Regions from separate parts of the Mus musculus genome. Here region 2 is linked to region 1. The links are chromatin contacts, called in public HiChIP or PLAC-seq maps. All regions are on one chromosome and are shown on one strand. The core of a region is the stretch at or near the end of the contact, and the rest is flanking DNA. Distances in the headings are between cores, read along the strand shown.

Evidence for each region. HiChIP or PLAC-seq counts read pairs in DNA pulled down with a chosen protein or histone mark.
Region 2: a contact with region 1 is called in an H3K4me3 HiChIP or PLAC-seq map of fetal liver, with 6 times the contacts expected there. The contact joins the promoter of Erlin1 here to the promoter of Ubtd1 in region 1. A contact is called at or near these places in 3 of 115 datasets of contacts at active chromatin or transcription factors (astrocytes, fetal liver and large pre-B cells).

Annotation. Positions count from the first base shown.
Region 1 is chr19:41,978,493-41,986,271 of GRCm38.p6, forward strand. It overlaps Ubtd1 (ubiquitin domain containing 1), which reads left to right and starts at 3,271. Exons shown (of 3, transcript NM_145500.3): 1 at 3,271-3,516. The coding sequence starts at 3,447. It overlaps Mms19 (MMS19 cytosolic iron-sulfur assembly component), which reads right to left and starts at 2,644. Exons shown (of 31, transcript NM_028152.3): 1 at 2,507-2,644. The coding sequence starts at 2,621.
Region 2 is chr19:44,065,565-44,073,343 of GRCm38.p6, forward strand. Erlin1 (ER lipid raft associated 1) reads right to left here and starts at 4,221. Exons shown (of 12, transcript NM_001164360.1): 1 at 4,127-4,221; 2 at 3,708-3,831; 3 at 2,036-2,117. The coding sequence starts at 3,820. It overlaps Chuk (conserved helix-loop-helix ubiquitous kinase), which reads right to left. Exons shown (of 21, transcript NM_007700.2): 21 at 7,770-7,779.

The sequences.
Region 1 (7,779 bases), core at 2,021-4,520:
TTTGTGTCAACCTGACACAAGCTAGAGTCATCACTGAGGAAGGAGCATCCGTTGAGGAAATGCCTCCATGAGATCCAGCTGTAAAGCATTTTCTCAATTAGTGATCAATGAGGGAGGACCCATCCCATTCTGGGTGGTACCATCCCTGAGCTAGTGGTCCTGGCTCCCGTAAGAAAGCAGGCTGAGCAAGCCACAGGGAACAAACCAGTAAGCAGCACCCTCCATGGCCTCTGCATCAGCTCTTGCTTCCAGGTTTGAGTTCCTGTCCTGAATTCCTCCAATGATTGACTGTGATCTCCGAGTACAAGCCAAATAAACCCTTTCCTCCCCAACTTGCTTTCTGGTCATGGAGTTTAGTCATAGCAATAGAAACACTAAAACAAGATGATAGTTCAGGCTCCCTTTTTTGACATAACAAAAAAAGGTATTTTATGAAAAAATAAGAAGGCAGTTATTTAAGCTGTCTTTTAAAGATGTGTTATGCATCCATAAAATCCAAAATTATTATTCCCAGAGTGCACAAATGTGGAAGAACAATTACAGATAACATTAATATAGTAACATCTATCTTGGTATGGGGGTGGGTTTAAGTATATCTAAGCTTCTGTGAAAACAACGGTCCTGATATATAGTTCACCGGATCTAAAGTTTACCCCCCAAACAAACCAAAAGCAAACACTAGTCAATGAGGAGCTCGATAAAGAAGTTAGAGATTAATGTATTGATCTCTGCAGTTTAAATGGGTAGGTTTGTGACAATTCAAATTAAAGAAAAAAATGTTAGTGATAGGCTCTAAGTAGTGAGTCTATGATCTTTAAAAAAAAATTTAAGTTGGGCAGGGGTAGTGCATGCCCGTCATCCCAGCATTTGGGAGGGGGATTTAGATCTTTGAGTCCAAGACCAGCCTGGTCTACAGAGTTTCAGGATAGCCAGGGCAACACAGAGAGAGCCTGTCTCAAAAGACAATACACAAACAGATAAATAACTAAAAATTAAAATTCTTTAGATTTTGTTAAATGCTGTGAAATCTCCATAGTAAAATCTGGGGGGAAATGGCATTGATAATAACCCATAACAGACTATACTTGATTAAGTTGTAAAATGTTATAAGCTTAAGTGCAAGTACCAGGGGCTTTATTTTCTTTCTGAGATTGGGGCTCACACTGTAGCTGAGGCTGGCCTAGAACTCACTAGCAAACTTGCCACCCCCCTGCCAAATCCTGGAACTAAAGGAATGCACTACCAAGCCCAGCCAATAGCAGGCATTTTTGCCCCTTGATGCTCTGGAACCATATATTTACCTCTTACAACACAGTTCTTTCTCTCACTAATTATAATAGTTTGATGGCCATAGATAGTATCTTATTTGTATTTCTGTCCTCAATTCTTTTCATGCTGGGTAAAAAATACGTGCTCAGAAATAATAGAATGGCAGAGAATGTGGACTATTGCTAAGGACCAACATATATTTCTAGCAGTTCATTTCTCACATATTCTAAAAATTAATCTGTTCAATTTGCTAAAGAAACTTCTTCACCCATAAACTTCCAAACATAATTTTTAAAAACCCGCATCTATATCCATTTTTTATTCTATTTCTTAAACCCGACACTGAAGGCCTAACATTCAACATTCAGAAAGAATTCTAAAGAGGCACCCTGGATTTGTTCAAATCCTGGATAAACTCGGAACTGAGAGATTCCTGAAATTGGAACTCTGGGAAGAAGGATAAAAAAATGGGACATTAAAAAGTTATAAATCTAATTTATCAAAAAGCCTATTTGGGGCTGGAGAGATAGCTCAACAATTAAGAGGACAGACTGCTCTTGAAGAGGTCCTGAGTTTAATTCCCAGCAACCATATGATGGCTCACAATCATCTATAATGGGATCCGATGTCCTCTCCTGGTGTGTCTGACAGCGTACTCACATACTATATATATATATATATTCTTTTTTTTAAAGCCTACTAAGACACATAAGTGAATCTTTAAAGACACTAGTCATCTACACGCCCACCGACCTAGAGCCAGACTGGCTCCTCCCCTCCTCCATCCAATTACAACCACTCAAACAGCTGGAGCGCACGCTACTTCCAGGAAGGCAAGAGGCCGGAGCGTAACCCTTGGAACCCAGACCTTCTCACCTAACACTCCGCAAACAACGCGGTCCTGCGGTGCAAGCACCAGGTTTGGACCAGAACACCCGAGTCCAAGTCCCAGCTCCACTTCCGGACTCGTCTGTGCCTTGCACAAGTCTATTACTCTCGGAGAAATGTAATGATTCTCTATGGACCACAGCGAGATGCGGAATGTAAAGAAAGCTTTAAGGAAGATGCAAGCGACTCTCCAACTTGTTAGGGCAGTAGCGCTCCCAGCGGGGGCAGAGCGGCCAGAGGACCAATCACAATCACCTCTCCCTTCACTCCCTTCCCGCCGCGCGCGGGTGCTGAGGCCGCTCCCTGCGGTCCGGCCCCTGCAGAAGCCTCGCGGCGTTGTTTGCCATACCTGCAGCCACCTGGTCAGCGGGCCCCTCCTGTTGACCCATGACGAAGTCTTGCACGAGGCCACACAGGGCGCCCATAGGCGCCACTGCCTCCTCCAGACCGGTGGCGGCAGCCATGACGCTAGCCAGAGATTGTGGGAGGGGGAAGTGGGTGTGGCTACGAGATGTGTCTCTCCGCGCACGCGCCTCCATGGCCAATAGTTGGGCGCAGACTTCAGGGGCGGGGCACCTCCAGGTCACGTGCCTGCCGGCTCTGGGCCAGGCAGTCCCTTCAGGGACCTAACGGCCCCTCCCCAGAGGGCGGGGCCTGGGCCGGGGCGCGGCTCCGGGAGGGGAAGTGACTGCCGGGCACGCAGCCGGGGCGGTTGAGGGCGCATAATTCCCGGCCGCTCTCCCCGGGAGACGGGCGACAGGGCGGGCACCTGGCTGGGTGGGGCCGAGGGGCGGTACGCATCCTGGGAAAAGCCAATGAGAAAACCAGACCCGGCCCGAGGGGCGGTGCCGTCGGTCACATGCGCACCTGGGGCGGCTGGCGACCGTGGCGCGGCCACCCCAAGCGGGAGGAAGGGAGCGGGGCCGGGCCGGGGCGGGGTTAGGCAGGTGAGTGACAGGCTCCGGGGGGCCGGCCCCAGCTGGGAGCTCGGAGTGATCCTGGAGTAGCTGCGGCGGTGTCCGCCCCCTCCCTCCGCCCCTCCAGCCGGGCTGGTCTCTGGCCGGGCACTGTCGCGGGCCCCCCTGGCCTGGCCACCTCCCTCTCCGCTGGCCCGCAAAGTTTGTGGCGAAGCCGGCGTCGGGCAGAGCGCTCCCCAGGGGAGATCCAGGAGCTCTCGATGTCGGGCTGCGGGAGTCGTTGACCCGGGGACGCCGCGGTTCGGGGCAGCAGCGTGGAGCAGCCGGCCGACCGCCGCCTCTGGTGCATGGGGGACCGGCTGAGAAGCCAGCATGGGCAACTGCGTGGGGAGACAGCGCCGGGAGAGGCCGGCTGCTCCGGGACACCCCCGCAAGCGAGCAGGTAACGCCAGGAAAGGCAGCGGGGTCCCGGCGCGCTGCCAGTTGGCCCTTGCCTTGCCCGAACCTTGGGGTTCCCGAGCGACCTCGCTCGGCGCCGGGCGCTTGGGTTCCCCCACGGCTTCTCGGAGCCAGACGGGGCCCTCCCCGGCGCGGGCTGTCTGGGAAGCGAGTTGGGGTAACTGCGAGCGCTGACCCGGCCGGGAGGCCAACTCGCTCCCACCGGGAAGCTGGGGATGGGGGCGGGGGCAGGAAATGTTTCCAGACCGCGACGAGGCTGGCGGAGGGGGCCAAGCGAGTGCGCCGCGGATCTGGCAGCCCCGGCCAGGGTCGGCCGGCGGCCGGCCGGGGCGCGGCGTGGGCAGCCTGCGTCCCCAGAAGTCGGAGCGATCGAGGCGAACACAGTCGCTCATTCCAGCGAGTCACTGTGTCATTATCGGGCTGCAGGTCGTTGTCTGCGGGAATCCGACTTGTAAAAAGCAGTGCAGGACCATGGAAAATAGAAATCTTTATTTCCTCCCACCTCTCCACACGGCTTTTTGGAGCCTCGGTGGCTGTCTGGGAGTCTAGGAAAGGTGGGGTGCGGGGTGAGCGTCGCCTTCGTGTTTGTTAGGAGCGTTCTCAGCTCTTGGAATGGGATCCCTCTCAGCCATGAGAATGGGATCTGCTCTCTGGCAATCTTCGAAGCTCCAGTAGCGCGGTCTCACTTTCTTGGTACACCAGCCCTGTCCTGGCGCTTCGTTTGAGGGTCATTTCCCTGTCTTGTACTCTCTTCTCTGGGGGTGTTGCAAAGAACTTATGCAAATGATAAACTGTGGCGCGCAAAAAGACCTTCAACACTGGACTGAATTTCCAGATCTACCTCTCTTTTATGTAAAAACACAGATCCAGAGAGGTTGGGCAGCTTCCCCTAAGTCACACAGTGAGTTAGAAGTGCAACTGAGGTTGGAATCCGGTCTCTTCCCCCTTGTTACCACATACCCCTTTATGTAAGAGGAGCCACAGGCGCAGTTGTTAATGAAGTGGAAACTCTAGTTGGAGTTTCCTGTCTGCTTTGACACTGAAGGTGTGTTGTTTTGCTTGTGTAAACTGGGAAGGAAGATGGGGAGAAGCACAGGGGAAGCTGGGAAGGATGTGTGTGTGTGTGTGCTGGACAGGATGACTTGTGCAAGCAGAAACGTTTTTATGGGAGGATGGAGTAAAACTTACAAATTCCTTTTGAAAGCAACCCTGGCCTTTCTTCTGACCAAGGACTTTTGTTCGTTCATTCATTCATTCATTTATATCATTCATACATTTGATCAAGCAGAAAGCAAATAATTTTGATTTCTTGTATGCTCCATCCTTGATCTTGCCTCGTGTTTTTATGGTTGACTACCCTTTCCTACCTCAGTCTCCGAACTGCTTTCTATCTCTGCTATCCTTATCCTGGTTTCCTTTCTCTATCATTATTTTTTTCCAGTTTTGAGGGTCAGGAGTTTACAGAAGCATTCTGCCATTGAATTGCATCTCTATCCTCCGATTTTCCTTTTCAATTTCTCTTGCCCACCCTCACCTGTTATACACCAGTGGCTCAGTCTGACAATCTGGGTTTCCTCATGACACTCCCTCCCAGAGATAGCTTACTTAGTTGCACAACTCTTTGTCCATCAGGAAGACCCCTGTCTCTTAGTTACCAGCTTGATTCCCAGACCCCCATGTCTAGGCAGACATCAGTACTGTGGATATCCTGGGGCTCAACCCATCCACAACAGGTTCTGCACATCTCTACCCGCTGTCCTGTACTCTGCTGACTTGTCCTCAGCTTTCTGTCAGCTCGTCACAGGAGCCTGCTAGTTCTTCCATCAGAGTCATTGTGTCTTACAGACATGCCCTTTCCCAAACCATCTCAAGCCCGGCTATTCCCCCAGGCTGCAGTGAGCTCCAGGGAGGGCAAGCTCACCATCAGTCATTCATCTCATACCTGCATACACTCCATCTAGAAGCCACTGTGTGTCCAGACTGCAGTTATTTTTGTTCAGTACCTTCTACCTCTACAAGGCCTTTAACTTTCAAGACTGGGCAAGTCTGGCCTGGTCCTTTTAGAACCCGATTGCTTCCTCTTCCTTGACATTAAGGCCAGTAATGTTTTCATACCTTTTCCACTTTAGGAGAGTCTTTCTTCAGATTACACCTCAAACCCCAAATGCATCCATCCATCCTATTTGCCTTCATTTCTTTTCTTTTGAGACAGGACATTTGCAATATAATGAAAACAGACTGGCCTAGAACTCCCTATGTACCTAGTATAGCCATGTACCCTAGCTTGGCCTTGAACTCTCTCCAGCCTCGAGTGCTGGGATTATAGGAGTCTACCACCACATCCTACCTTTTGTTTGTTTGTTTGCTTGTTTGTTTATTTGGTTTTTTTGAGACAGGGTTTCTCTGTATAGCCCTGGCTGTCCTGGAACTCACTTTGTAGACCAGGCTGGCCTCAAACTCAGAAATCCGCCTGCTTCTACCTCCTGAGTGCTGGGATTAAAGGCGTGCACCACCACACCCGGCTAATTTTTTTTTTTAAATCAGCACACAAGATGGGTTTAGTTTTTGACATTTTCATATATCTACATCACATACTCTGCTCATACCCATATCCCCTTGAAGCAGCCTGCTCAGCAGGCCCCCATCCCCAGCAGAAAGGTGGCTTCTGAGAACTCCTGCAGACACTTAGCAGTGCCATGGTGCCACTTTGTTAACAATTATCTGTTCTATATTATTAGTCATGTCTTTGAAGTTCACAGTCCTCTATCGGCAGCCGACGCTGTAAGCCTGAAGACCTGGCTTCTGTCTTTCCTTGTGTGTTGGTCTGTTTCTGTCCCTCACTTGCTCGCTCACTCACTCACACAACTATGTACACACAGTCAGCACTGAGCACAGTGGCTCCTACCAAGGAAGCCCTCAGCACTTGTTACTGTAGAAAGCTACCCTGACTTCATCCTGCCACTTTAATCTTTTATGCAAACATTTTGCTGAAGTATATTACTCTCAACTTTTTTTTAGCCTGCTAGTAAATGGTCCTTTTAATTCTGTGGACCCTACTATGAATAGTTTTATTCATAAAGTCCAAAGCCAAGGGCTACTCTGATGGATGACAGATTTGGTGCAAGGGGAGGGATCCCTCTTAACGTCACAGCATGCACTTGGCACCCTGTAGTATCTGTGGCTTTACCTTTTGACAGGGACACAGTTTCATGTTGTCAGACTGATGCCTCGAACTAGGAGGTGGCACAGAGGTAGACTCCTGGCCTATAACGTATAACTGAACCCCCAACACTGAGTTTAGGGTGTACCTGACCCTTCCCCATAACTGAACCCTAACTTTTGCTTTCTTTTGTCATGAGTGGGATGAACCCCTGAACAGAGCAGGTCAGGTCACTTGGCACCAAACCTGACAACCTGCGTTTAATCCTTGAGATCCACATAATAGAAAGAGAGGACAGCCTCCTGAGTGTTCTTCTTTGACTTCCACACTCATGTCTGAGACAGAGTGTATATGCCTCTGTGTGTGTGTGTGTGTGTGTGTGTGTGTGTGTGTGTGTGTGTGTGTGTGTGTGCACGCGCGGAGAGGTAGGACACGGTGATACACATTGTGAATCCTAGTACTCTGGATGCAGAGGCAGGAGGATCTGTGAGTTTGAGGCCAGCCTTGTCTACATATTAAGGTTTGGGCCAGCCAGGGATACATGATGAGACCCTGTCTCAGAAAACAAAACAACAAGAAGTTCAAGAGGAAGAGTCTGAAGTCTGGGCCTAGGCCTCTGACCCTGTGCACCTCAGCAGGGCTCTCTAAGCCACATTTCTACCTTGTCAGAGTGGACAGAATCACTGGAAGCCATCAGTGTTATCGTCTCCCTAAAGGTGGTTGTTCCAGCCGGGCGTGGTGGCGCACGCCTTTAATCCCAGCACTGGGGAAGCTGAGGCAGGCGGATTTCTGAGTTCAAGGCCAGCCTGGTCTACAGAGTGAGTTCCAGCACAGCCAGAGCTACACAGAGAAACCCTGTCTCGAAACAAACAAACAAACAGAAGGTGGTTGTTCTAGACTAGAGTTATTGGACTGAAATGTACCTCGCGATGGTACCCTTTGTCCTTAATTCTGTCTTCTCAGTCATTTGACAAATGAAATGGACTCAATGTCCCTGGTCAAAGAATCTCGGTCAGAGGACATTTGGCCTGAGTTGGTTCTCTCTGTCTACCATGTAGTTTGTGGCAGTCACAGACACAGGTGCTC
Region 2 (7,779 bases), core at 2,971-5,470, 2.1 Mb after region 1:
GTATCAACTTTCAAATAAAAAACTAGGAATTAAACAATAACTTTTCAATTTAATATCCTATATACTGCTATACATCTAATTCTTTCCCAAATATGAGAGAAATATTACATTGGCACACATGTGTAACCACAGCCTTACGGAGACGGCATTGTGAATTTGACTTTAGCCTGTACAAATGCTAGGACAGCCTTGGCTACACAGTGGGCCCTGCCTCAAAAACCACAAGAGAGAAACAGTTAGTCCACATTTACTTTGTAAATTTATAAAAACTGAAGGTTTTAATATAAGCTTTGTTTCTGTACTTGTATGTGGCATTTCACATTAATGAATATTAGTTCCTTCGAGTATTATGTGAAACCATTTGTTTAAATAGAGCTGCATCCTCTAATGTTCCCTAAATTCCAAAATGTAAATTTATGACTCTGCTTAAGAAGAGTTCCTTAGAAGGGTTTTGTTAATGTAATTTTTGCTTAGAATGCTGCCTTCTTTGTTTTTTTTTTTTTTTGTAAAAAAAGAACATTCCTATTTTGTAACACTGCCTGTAACATTTAACTTTTAAGTAATTAATAATCAAAACAGAAAATTATGATAGTTTAGGTTGAAATCTTTTTATTAATTTCACTTATTTCTGATGATCACACAGCATATTTGCTATATACAAATGGTTAAAATCTATTTACTATTATTGCCTATATCTACTTCATGTTACTGCTGCACCATGTTGCTTAACAGTGGGTTTCAGGAAGGCAGACAGATTTGCCTGGCTCTGAACAAGATCTAAGAAGGAGCCCAGGCTCTCAGTCTGATGATGCCACTGGTAACTTTGGGACTGTCAAGAACTGCTGGTACGCTACGGTCAGAAGAGAGAAACTGGGATGAGCCTAAAACAGGCCAGCAAGACACAGGCGGCACAGGAAGGCACAGGGAATGAAGTAGACATCAGCAACCGATGATCAGAAAATGGGTACAAAGTACCAGTCACTGGGCACATCTGTCACACCAAAACATTTAGAAAGAGTAATATAAAATAATTGTTCTAAGGGAAAAGGTTTTATAACCTAAAACATTTCTCTTTTTTCTTTTGTTTAAAAATATATCAATTCATTCTATTACAGTGATACTAAGTGTTAATTGTATTGCTATACATAAGATACGGTTTTAAAAAAGAACCTTCAAAAGTGTGAGTCAAATATGGGAAGCCAATCTGGAAATCATTGTGACTAGAAAAAGAACCCGGGCCTCACCACGTTCACCAGCTTCGCCAGGCCTCACTTTAATAGGCACAATACTTCCGTAAGCCATTGAGAAGGGACAGAAAAGAAACCAAGGAGAACTGGCTATTCACAGTTGCTCTCACTTAGCACAAAACTGAAGGCTAACATGAGAATATGAATAATACCGACTTCTCCTGTTTCCTGAAAACTCTGCAGCAGATTTGAAATAAAACTGAATTCAAACATTTATGATCCCACTGAGGTTACAGAATCAGCGAGAACCCAATCCTGCTCTGCATTCTTGTGATGTCAGAGTTATTTATTAAGTACGGCCTAGGACCATGATACTTTTTGCAAGAACGAGATTTGTATTTCAAACATTCTGAAACACTGTCAAAGTACCACATTCATTCAGGTGCCTCATAAATTTGCATTTAATTTACCAAGCAAAAATGTGAGGCTGAAAAGCTGTGTATTGAAATGTATTCCTCCATGTTAGCAGTAGGCTGGGAGCCTGCCTCTGTAGAAACCAAACAGTTCTAAACCAAGGTATCACTAATTTGTATTCCTAATTGTGTTTTCAATTCTTCTTTTGTTTTGACTTCAGTAACAGAAAACCTGCTAATACCATTAGCCAGAAGGCAGTCTTGGCAAGGCAGTTTGACATCATGACTTGTGCTGTGACAGTTGTACTATGAACTTTCACTTCCCATCTGAGTAAATACCAACGTTTGCTTAAGCAATAAGGAACTCCGTCTCCACCCACCAGTGCGGTAACTCCTGTCACACCTGTCTATCTGGAATCCCTAGGAGTCACTCACCTGCACAGATCTGAATGTTGTAATGAAAGGCAACATGATATGATAGCCTGGTCCACTGGGGCTCGTTAGCAAAGCTCCTCCCCTGCAAAAAGACGTTCCAGTTGACAAAACTGTTCGGATCTCTTTTCAACTTAAAATGCTATAACAAACATTCACTCATATTCATGTTACTAACCTACTACCCTCACAACAGAGTGACTCAACAACTGCTACTTCAAACATCCATCACATTTAAAAGTGTGAAAATGCATCCAAGTCCACTGCCAATATTGCACCCTGTTTCATAAGCTCCACCAACCACACCTCTGCGTCTCTAGCACTGCTCTTGGGTTCAAAAGATCCTCTCTGGTCTTTAGTTTGCCGATAAATACTTATGGAAAAAATTCTAATGACTCTCAATTAATGACACATAACAAGAGACAAATCAAAACAATACATTTAATCGCTAAGTTTAAAAAAGGAAAAAACCAAACTTTCAAGGAAGAAGAAACTTTCTGAGGCTAATGGTTCTTTCAATACATGAGTCCAATCCTAGGGGGATGGTTTCTGTCTAAAGGTAACAAAAACCTAGCATGGAAAGACAGACAGCGAAAGGGTTGAGTTGACAGCTGAGAGAGGGGCTTGTTTATCAAACTCTGTAGTATGTGAACGGTGAAAGCACCCCCTGCAAATTTGGGACAAATACAACACAAAGTCCTACTTTACACAACGAATAGTAAGTTCCCACAACATTCATCCTTGTCCTAAGTCATAACTCAAAAGATGAACCTTTGCAGGTTCATTAGTCATTTTTTTTGGAGTGGTATCTCCGTATGTTCTCTTCGTGGTTTTCCTGTCAGAAGGACAGTGATAAACTGGATGGAAATGTGGTCCAGGCTGGTATTTCTTATGCTAGAACTCCATCTGTTAAGACATACCACCAAAAGTATGTATTTTCTAGGATTCTGGACTGATCTAAAAGTAGAAATACCAGTTTAGGGGGCATGATGGAAATATTCAAAAATCTGCTTGTTTCAGAATAAACCACTATCCCAAGTTGTCCACAAACTGGCTTCTCTTCCCAGCTTATACCACGAGGACCTGGTGGGAAGTTAGACTTGATTTATGCCAAATCAGGTGGATGGCAACTGAGTCCACACTCTTTTTCACCTTGACTTGAAAAAAAAAAAGTGAGAAAAGTGGCCTGCAAATGTGGTTTTTGTCTCTTGGCCTTTAGGGATATATGACATTGCTCTGGTCATGAAGACTTTGGGGGACATAACCAGACAATGGGAGATTTTTTAATGAAGAAGAAAAAACCCAACTTAGTGTTGGGGAGAACTGTCTTTATGTAAGACAGAGATCCGGAAAAAATCCACAGCGGCAAACTAAACACCTGTGCAGTTGTGCGGACTATGAGAAGTCATCTCGGTTGCAGTGACTACTTCCGTGCCCCCTAAGGTGTCTTCAATTCTGTACAGAACGAACTTGGCACTAAACTGCCCCGACAACGGAAAAGTGCCCCGCCAAAGGTTAACTCCCGGCAGCTGGGATGAAACCACTTCCCAGGCAGGGCTGGAAGCAGCTCCCCTGACGCCGCGGAAAAGAGCAACTTCCCAGACTTCGCTGTGACCCATTGGACCCTTCCACTGTGCTTCTAGAACCATCGCGGGCTGCACAGGGCGGCGCTCACCTGTAGTACACGGCCAAGTGTCCCTCTTCGATCTTGTGGATGGAGGCGTACAGGAGGATCGCCACCAACCCCACCACTGCAGCCACCAGAAGCCGGGCTTGAGTCATATTCATCCTTGTTCCTCCTGAGCATGGGGAGAAGAGGAACCTCAGTCCGTTGAGTGACAGGCCAGTCCCCACCCAGGGAAGAGCCCGCGTACGGTCGCGGGCGGCTGAGGCGGGAAGCCCCGCGCTCCGGCCCCGGGCTCTCTCTCTCTCTCTCTCAGCTAAGCGCTCCCCTCGCCAACCCCCTGCGCGGGTGCCCCCGGCTCGGCGTACGTCGTGACACCTCTTCCCCGACTCCCCAAGCGTTAGGTCCCGACTGAGGGCGGCCTTGATCGCAGGCACTCGGAGGACCGCGACCCCCGAGCCTCGCCTCACCGGTCAGTGACGCATCGCCCCCGCCCGCACGTGCAGCCGCCACCCGGCCCCGCCAACTGCTGCCAACAGCCGGCCCCGCCCACCTGCCCGGTACTGCGGCTGCGCGGGGACGCAGGCGACGCAGCCCCCGCCCGCGACTCGCGAGACGGTGCGCGGGCGGGACAAAATTGGCCCCGGGTGCGCGCACAGTGTAGTGATTCTAAGTGCCCAGACGAGGACCAAGTCTCCTGGGGTGGGTCACTCGGACAGACGCTGGTTGAGGCATGCTAGTGCACAGGACCAGCCCCTCAGTGTAGGAGTTGTTCCTGCATCCTTTTGTGGTTCGTCCCTAGTCCAACTGGCAAGCACATTCTCCAGGTACACACCCTGCACTAGGGAAACTACCAGACCAGTCTCAAGGAATCAGGGGTTCGAGTTCAGAAGAGGAAGCTATTCAACCAGAATTAACCATTCAGACTTGGCCTGAATATTTATTTTGTGCCAGAATGCTACACCAGAGTGCTTTCTGAAAGCCACCCAGAAACAGGATCAGAATGATATATGTATGTTGAATGTGGAGGTCGGGATTGTCTTGTAGGCCAAAATGAGTAGTGAACGCTTGAGTTTTCATGACGGCGATAAGGTTGAAAGGAGTTGTATGGCAAGATAGGCTAGAACCAGATTTACAAAGTCTAGGATCCATTTTTCTGCTGATAGAGAAAATGTATGACAAGAAGACAGTGACTTCATTTATGGCTGTTAGGCCTGCATGCATGTCAGTCACTATCTGTGTGCCTGGTGCCCTCAGCAGTCACAAGAGGGCATTGAATCCCGTGGAACCAGAGTTAAAGGCTGTTGTGAACTGCCACATCGGTGCTGGGAATCGACCTTTTTTTTTTTTCACTGTATTTTAACATTCTATACCACGTGGACCTGGTGAGATAGCTCAGTGGGTAGAGGAGTTTGTGAACTCCTGAGGACTTCATTTTCACCCTAGACCTCACACAGAAGTGAAAAGCAGAGAACTGACTCCACAAGTTGTCCTCTGATCTCCACACATAAAGGTCCATGCCCCACACCACACACCAACACACACAATAATTAATAATCATAAAAGGTTTAGGGAATAAACCCACACCATGTGCATGTATTACAAAACAAAAACTAAAAGGAAAGGGTAGAGTTTAGAGATATAGGGACACATGGGAAATAAGGGCATTCTATTTCACTAAGGGCAGAGACAACTAGAAAAGGTTAACAAGGTTGGAAGGATTACCAAACTCCTGTGCAGGAAAATACCAGAAAGCAGTGCTTTTGGGGCATTGTATCTGTAACTGGCTGAGAGTGAAGACAGACAGGAAACTGGGAAACGGATATACAACAGCAAATACAAGGTTATGTATGATGCTAGTAACAAAGAGAATGACAGGCAAGAGAATCAATTCAGGCCTTTGTAAGAGCAAATCTAGCCACACCCCTTCAATACATGCACTAACCTGTATCGTGCATTTGATTTTTATTACCACGGAATGTATGGGACCTTGTTTGTTGCAGACCAATATTACAGTTTAGCTATTTTCATCTCCTCTGGTCCCCTTTGTTGGTATTCTGTCTAAGCTCCACTCTTACAGTTCCTGGCAGCAGCCACATATGCTCCCCCACCACCCCCCAGTTACCTGGCAACAGCCAGGTAGGCGTGGCCCCATAAAAGGGGCTGCTTGGCTCCTCCTCTCACTCTTAAGCTCTTGCCTCTCTTACCTCTTGCCTCCTTGTTTCCCATCCCGTTCCCCTGCCCCCCTCCAGGTGGCCATGGCCTGTCCCTACTTCTCTACTCTCTGCCATTCTCTGCCTCTACTACCCTCTTAACTCCCCTCCCCGTGCCCTAAATAAACTCTATTCTATACTATATTGGTGTGTGTCTGGTCCCTCAGGGGGAGGGGATGCCTTGGCAATGGGCCCGCTGAGGCACCCCCTTCCCCAACATTGTGCCAGAACATATTCTTATAGCTCTTTCTCTTTTTATGATCACAACACCCTTCCCCTGCCAAAAAAAAGCAGGTCGTGGAAGCACATGCCTGAAATCCCAGCCGGGAAGTGGAGGCAGGAAGAGTGAGTTTCAGGCCAGCCTGTCTCAGAAACAAAACAGAAAGAGAAAAAGAAGCTGCAGATAGAGATTAGCAGTAGAGCTCTCACCCAGTACCATGCTGGGCTTGATGGGAGAGTTGGGGGCACAAACTTGGTTTGGTCTAGTATCTGTGCTTTCCGAGTTTATTCTTCGTTCCTCGTAATGTTGCCTATAGAATAAAGTATATACAGTTGATAACTTATGATTTTAATTCTGAAAGTTGCTACTGAACAAAAAATAAGAGTGGTTTACTAATTTTTCAGAAGTAGGTTTGGGGTGATCTTATATTTTCTGCTTCATATCAACCTGTCTAAATCATGTAGATTAGAAGGTCCTAACATCACTTGTGTTCCATCAAAATAAACCTCCAAATCTGGCAAATCCTTGTGCCAATGATTGTGATAGTTAAAAACAAATGCATGATTTCTGGGAAAAAAAAAACTTACACATTAAGACTCCATTATTGAATTGTCAGTTTTAACTTTCGTGAGGCGGTGCACGCACTCCTGAGAGGGAGGCAGAGGACGGAGTGTTAATAAAGTTTGAAGCTAGCCTGGTCTACATAGGGAGTTCTAGGCTGCCCAGTGAGATCCTGTTTTAAAACAACAGAAATAAAACCAGAAGTTCTTCTGACCTTTGCATATAGGTTAATATCTTCTGAGCAAATAGCACCCAATGAATGTTTTTTTTTATTATTATTAAGAGTCTCTAGACTCTAGAGCTAATGAACGGAGAGTTTGCCTATCATTCAGCTGACAGGGATGGAATTACCATCTGTAAAGAAACCTTGACACCTGATGATTTAAAAGACAGAAGATAGCCATGTACATAGATGTACAAGACAGCCATGTATGCTACACACCCGTAGCTAAGACTTGGGAGATTAAAGAGAGATGGCAAGTGTGGACTAGACTTGGTTAATAGTGAGACCTTGTCTAAAAACCAAACCCAAAGATAAAGACAACTCAGCTTCAGGTGCAAGGAGAATGGCAGCATAATAAAATGGGATGGGAGGAGTGTATAATCGGTGTAAATGATGAGTCTTAATGTTTTTAGACACATAGAGTAGTACTAGTACGTCCTAGGTAAAAACATTACAGTAAGGAAGTTCCTTAACTCTTCCCAGTAAGTCTATTTAATTCTAGAAGGAAGTACACGGTTGGGGACATGACTTGATCAGTAAAGTATATGATTTGTAGGTAGGAGGATCTGAGTCTGGTTCCTCAGAATGCATGTAAAATGCCAGGCATGGTGGAAGCCACCTGTAGTGGCAAAGACAAGAAGACCCTGTGACTCACAGTCCACCCAACCTACCTTAATTGATAAGCTCCAGGCCACTGATATACTCTCAAAAAGTAGGGCAATATTCCTGAAGACTATCCCCACAGTTGTCCTCTGGCTTCCACACATGTGCGCACACACAAATAACAAAGGATAAAAAAATCTATCCTGTCACTAGTGCTCCTAACCTATCACATGACCCTTTACATTTTCTCAAACCATATTAGCCTATGGTATTAAAATGAGTAGAGATTCAAAATAATTTTAA